Regions from separate parts of the Zea mays genome. Here region 2 is linked to region 1. A link is a contact called in public Hi-C data. All regions are on one chromosome and are shown on one strand. The core of a region is the stretch at or near the end of the contact, and the rest is flanking DNA. Distances in the headings are between cores, read along the strand shown.

Region 1 (3,077 bases), core at 201-2,700:
GTCCTGCTGAATTCCTTTACCAAGTTCCTCAGCAGAAACATGGTTTTCTTCCACTTTGCAAGAAGCATATACACATGTTAACCTGTGAGACGAAAGTTAGTTAGCTGGAATGTCCAGTCAAAACACTAAATACATTCAGGAAATCAAACTTGAACGTATAGGCACAGAACAAGACACATCACCCTCATAGTTTTGATCAAGACACACACATCGCTCTTAACACAATATGAAGATAACTTAGATAAGCACACTCAGTTTTCAAGTCACATGCATCGATCTTCACATAATATGAAGAGAACTTAGCTAAGCATGAGCACACTAGAAATCAACCTTTACATTCACAAACGTAGAACCATAATTGTTTCATTACTGCTGAGTACCCTGCTTACATAATATGCTTTGGTTGATGCTCCATTACAGACCATTGTAGATAGAATCTCTTGAAATATATTATTGCTGTAGCCTGCAAAGCAGTAAGCAAACCATGAGCAACCAGAATCATAACCTCATAAAGGTTCCATCTTGGAAGAGGGGATTCTTTACCTGGATTTTGTGAGGGAACTTGAATGCAGCGCATACTTCCTGAATCTTCTGCTCGTAAAATACCCTTGTCAATTGCTCCTCTTCGTAAGAAAGAGGCTTTACAACCGAGCTACCCTCAACTGAACCAAAGAACACTATTTCAACACTAGCTTGACGAAGCGCAAGTGGAAAATCATGAAAGCACAGCTCTTTGGAGTGAACTGGTGGTGCATATATATTTCATATTTTGGAATACACATAGCACAGGTGAGTTATAAACCAACAAATGTCGCATACCATGATCCGGCATGGACTCTGGGTAGGATACCGAGCCATCAAGCAGGTCCACATTAAGCCGGGTCGTCCCATACTTCACAAAGAGCACGAGAGGAACGATGAGTAAACTCGGAATTAATCAAGTAGATACGGCTACCCAAGGGGAAGCAACGCAACCCAACCTGCGCAAGGGTCTGAGCGGCCCGCTGGTTTGCCGCCGCCCACCTCTCCATCTGCGAAGCACAGCATAAGGGCGCGCGGGCGCGCCGTACTGTCAGAAAGTCAGAACAGACTGGAACCGCCGAGACCGTGACAAAGCATAGTAAAGCAAACTCTGAGCGCCCGAGCTCACCAAATCGTGCGACTGGAAGATCCACCTCTCCCGTTGGGTGGAGGTCCGGAAATCAGCCATCTTTGCGCTCCTCCTCGTTCACAGTCACCACGCACCACAGCCGATCGAACCCTCGATTCCTATAAGCGGCGAATATAGAGGGACACCCACCACTTAGAGCGGCTGTGGAATAAAAGGGATAAAGCAACAGCAGATGCGATGTTTGGGCGCCAACAGCGGCGGCGGGTGGCGGAAAGGCGCGCGGCGACGGGTGGCAGCGGCGAGCGCCGGGAAGGCGGTGATGGTTTTTTTTTCGGTGAGGGAAGGGAGAAGCTAACGGAGTCGGTCTTTCTACGTGGTGCACTGGTGCATCCGATCCGGCCCAATCGAACTATCTGGCCTGTCCTAGGCCCAGTAAGATCTTGGAGCACTTCACATGTTTCCGCTGATTCGATCTAGGCCGATCCTCTCTGAGTCTCTCTCTCTCTGTACGGTTGCGCCCCCCCCCCCCCCCCCCCCCCCCCCCCCCCCCGGCGGAACGGCCCAGGCCTGGGTTACTCGTTCTCCCCGCGCGTGCTCTCTCCCCCTCTCAGCGCGACCACTACGGCACTACCACCGTCTTCGCCAGATTCCCAGGTCTTCGTCGGCCCCGTCTCCGGCAATGAGCGCTCAACAAATGGTATGCCGGTCCCTTCTCTTCCCTTCCTGCTGCGCGAAACCGAGCGCCAGTGCAGCAACCAAAGTCTAACCTAAGCTATCGAGGAGAAGCTTATATTCAGAGCACCATTAGGGAGAAGCCTGTTAAAAAGAGTCCTATAATAGCAAAAAAAAAACTCTAAGCTATCTGGCATGCCCCTTCTATCCACTTCCTACCATGCGAAACCGAGCGGAAGGCAAAGCCTAACCTGGTTATCTGTAATGGGACCTGATCTAATTGCAAGCGTGTACACGAATTATGCCTACTAGCTTCTATTCTTTGTGCCTCCAAAACTCATGAACTGCTTGCTAGCTTCACGAAGTCTGGGTTTTATTTAGGCACATTTTAGGGCATTTAATTGGTTGAACCAATTTGGTTCAGAGAAAAATGTTCTGTTCCTACCACAGAACGAGTGAACATTAATTTAACCTGTGAAACTCTGATAGCCAAGGGTAGAATTGCTTTACGGTACCCTGGATATTAAGATACTATTCATTATCTCACTGCTTTTTTGAGTAAATAATTTATGGAGGGATGGATTTTTTTCAATGCAACAGGTCCTTTTGTTCCTGCATTTCATTCTCTTTTGGGAGCATAAAGCTCTGTTTCAAGGGGCTACTTTATGTTTTGGGGGGCAAGGCACATACCACAGATGTCCCTTATTCCACAATCCCACAGAAATACTCACATAAGAGCCCATACTTGAAAGTAGAGGACTCTCTGTATGAGATTCCAATCATGACAAACCTTTGTGTGCATGTGCGTTTAGTCGTTTACATCCACGTCCTGTCTGTGAGCTTAAGTAACTGTAGCATTTTGTTTTCTTTTTGTATTCCCATCTAGCATTTTTCATGGAGTCAATTAGCTTAGTGGCCAAGAAGTACAAGGCCTTTTTTTTGTTTTTTTGAGTGAGCCCCATGTGGCCTCAAATCAAATGATAAAATGTACTTTATATGGAGTAAATTTCTGGTGGTAGTTGCTGAAAGAATGATTTCTTTTGGCAGAATGCGTTGGAGCAGTTGGCATCCATTGATCTCATCGAGCTATGCAAGGAGGCCAGAATTGAGCGCTGCCGTGCAACTAGAGACTTGAGTAGCTGTGGCCGCTATGTGCACCATGTGCTTAACTCATGTGGCCATGCCTCATTATGTGCTGAGTGCAGCCAAAGATGTGACGTCTGCCCAATCTGCAGGAGTCCAATATCGGACAATGGAAATAGGGTTCAGCTACGTCTTTACTACAAGTGCCTGG
Region 2 (3,077 bases), core at 221-2,720, 73 kb before region 1:
TATCGAAAAGCCGGTGACCTACATCAGGTGTAGTTCATATGCTTTTGGTTCGTCAACCTTCACCAAAAGGCAGGGGGGCATAATCAAAAAGTATGTTGACACCTTTTTGGAGGCGCCAATCACTCAAAAGAACCAGCGGCGGTGCTCTCTGGTCAGGCGCGGACGGTCCGCGGCACAGAGCCGGACGGTCCGCGACCTGGCGCGAGGCGGCGGTGCTCCCTGGTCAGACGCGGACGGTCCGCGACACAGGGCCGGACGGTCCGCGACCTGGTGCAGGAGCTAGGATCCCCTGCCTGACGGCCGGACGGTCCGCGCCCTAGGGCCGAACGGTCCGCGCGTGCGCAGGGGCGGCGGAAGATCGCCGGCGGCGCCTGGATCTCGCTCCCGGGAGGGACCCCGTCGGGGAGCAGAGATCCTAGGAGTTGTCTAGGCTCGGGCAGACCGACCTAGACTCCTCTAATCGACGTAGAGTCGAGGAGAGGCAGAGAATTTGGGGATTGGAATACTAAACTAGGGCTAAACTAGAACTAGACTAGAACTACTCCTAATTGTGCTGGAAATAAATGCGAGATAGAAGTGGTATTGGTTCGATTGTTGGGGGTTGAATCGGCCGTAGCCCTTCATCTATATAAAGGGGGAGGTCTGGATCCGCTTCAAACTGATTTCTGAGTTAATCCCGTGGTTTTAGGTAACAAATCCCGCGAGAAACTAGGAACCCTAACTGATTCTGCGCACGCGCGGACCGTCCGCGTTACCACCGCGGACTGTCCAGACCGCGGACCGTCCGGCCTCGGGGCCGGACCGTCCGCACCGCTCTTTTTAGAGCTCAACAACAAGCAAGGGGATGCCGAGCTGAGCTCAACCGCCTCAAATTAAGTATACTATTATACATTTTGGGAGTGTTATTCAATTCTGAGTCTGACTCCAGTCTCCAAATTTACATGCGGTCAGCAACATGTTATGTGTCCTAAACTCTATAAAGCTGCACATAACTCTGACAGTCGACTCAAATGGACAGAACTGAATTCTAGTAAATGGTACCAATCTGTGCATAGTTACCGAAAGATTTGGATTTTCCTCTTTAATTTTTGCTAGTTTTGCATTTATCAGCTTATCCAATATGGGGGACTCAAGAGGGAGTGGGTCAAGGCATCTCTCATGGGCTGCATTGTTCATCTGCAGAGATATGAAGATGTGAGTTACAGGTAAGCACAATAAATTACATATAAGTGCAGTTTTGACTGGTCTCGGGCAAAATCAATCGGTGGCAAGTCAAAATGTACAGTGCCAGGCCTGGATGATTTGGAAACACCGTAATTGATGTGTTTTTGATAACGGAACACCCAGCTTGCCTAAGACTCGCTGATGAAGAGAGGAGAATGTGGGAAATTGCAGGGGCCAAAGGGCTATCCTATCTGGCAGCTCCTTCACCTGAATCTTGAGGGCTGCTGTCTATGGAGTTTGTAGTGGTGGTTTCCGTTTTTACGGATCCTTTTTTGTATACATGTTTCTGGCCTCCGTAAAGAGTGCCTTGTATTTTTTCGGTCTTCTTTAAGAAAGAGGTTCTCCTGCGTTTTTCAGGAAAAAGTATATGACCTCTTTGAGTAAAAAGCTAATGGCTGCTTCATCATCCACAAATTCCTTAAGGCCCCGTTTGTTTCTTTTCATTTTGAGGAATTGGAATCTTACTAATGTAATATGCTACTTTTTTTAGAATGTGACATTCCACCACTTTCCAAAATTATCATATAAGTATATCTCAAATTCATGGGGTGAGATATGAAAATTGATTCTATAGATTTAAATGTTATTTTTCCGATGTACAACTTATAGTACACTCTTCTACTTGCGCCGCTATAACATAAATGTAGTATATAACTATCTTTTTCATATGATTTAGGATAATATACAAATATATTACATATATAAATATATAAACTTAATTAGTTTTGTGTAAATTATAATTATTAAAATAGAATTTAATTTCAACGAAACAAACGGGCCTTAAGAGAGGTCTTGAGAAATTCCATATCCAGCTGAATCTGCTGAAACCCACTTCTGTTGAAAGTCTGAAGACGGACAAATTCTTGCAGGCTTTTCAGGCAGAGCTTGAGGACAGTTGAAATAACAGATTCCTGAAATTTACCCAGAACACAAGGAATTCCAGTCAAAAACAGCTAAATGATATTCCTGTAGATGGAAGAAAAGTATACTTGAACTATAGCATATCTGCCCTAATAAGTAATAGAAAAATAAATAGATAAGCTGTTCTATGACCACATTCAGACAATGCATTCTAAAAACTAAAAGATGCAGTTCGCATTGATGTGGATTTTACAAGAATCTGTGGGATTTGCAGTAACCCAAAAGGCCAAAACTGGAGGCGACTGATTCTGATACTAGGGTAAATCAGCAGGTTTTTATGCCTTCTGCATTTTTATGCTTCTTTATTTATTTTGAGAAGCTTGGGATATAAACTAGATGAGCATTCAAGCATATTGGTAGGGTTCAGATGGTTAAGCCGGAGAACTATAGAAGAACAGACTTAAAAAAATTACCTTGTCATTCCAACTGGGACAAACTCATATGATTGCAATGTTAATTACAAGTTGTTAAAATATTACTTTAAACGTTGACAGAAAAAATTTGCTAGGATCAGTAAATCTCACAACATGGTGCGGTATTTTCCTGCAACCTAAGCAAAATTAAATGAAACTTCAATTTAGTCATCAACATCAAGTAAAAAAGGAAATAAAGGCAGAGATCATAAATACTACATGATGCACAAAATGACCAGGTAATAAAAATCTACAATAATCCCAGGTGGTCCTTTAGCAATTCTCATGGATAACATTATAGCATGACTATAAGTTCGTTATATCCCCCCTTCTGCTAAACACAGCCAATCTTAGGACGTCTCTTTATGCTGATGATGCTGCTATCTTCATCAACCCCTCTAGGGATGAAATTGTGGCGGTCAGAGACATCCTACACGCCTTTGGATGCACCTCGGGTTTGGTTACTAACCTTGAAAAGAGCTCCATCCACCCGATCCGGTGTGAAGACATCGACCTTGA

Evidence for each region. A called contact is a pair of places that touch in the nucleus more often than the background predicts.
Region 2: a contact with region 1 is called in a Hi-C map of root tip, with 5 times the contacts expected there. The contact joins the enhancer-like site here to the promoter of LOC100283483 in region 1. A contact is called at or near these places in 9 of 25 Hi-C or Micro-C datasets (bundle sheath, ear, endosperm and 4 more) and 1 of 3 datasets of contacts at active chromatin or transcription factors (seedling).

What each region holds. Positions count from the first base shown.
Region 1 is chr1:280,498,825-280,501,901 of Zm-B73-REFERENCE-NAM-5.0, reverse strand. LOC100283483 reads right to left here and starts at 1,450. Exons shown (of 15, transcript NM_001156383.1): 1 at 1,151-1,450; 2 at 981-1,031; 3 at 820-892; 4 at 544-662; 5 at 390-463; 6 at 1-82. The coding sequence starts at 1,210. It overlaps LOC103645598 (E3 ubiquitin-protein ligase HOS1), which reads left to right and starts at 1,571. Exons shown (of 10, transcript XM_020546920.2): 1 at 1,571-1,808; 2 at 2,831-3,077. The coding sequence starts at 1,791.
Region 2 is chr1:280,571,979-280,575,055 of Zm-B73-REFERENCE-NAM-5.0, reverse strand. It overlaps the pseudogene LOC103645599. Among protein-coding and RNA genes, the nearest start is that of LOC542363, 21 kb to the left of the region's middle. Within about 2 kb of position 1,470, at least 2 of the 20 cell types and tissues checked have an H3K27ac peak or open chromatin away from gene starts, as enhancers often do. A contact at or near this core is called in root tip, where this site is marked.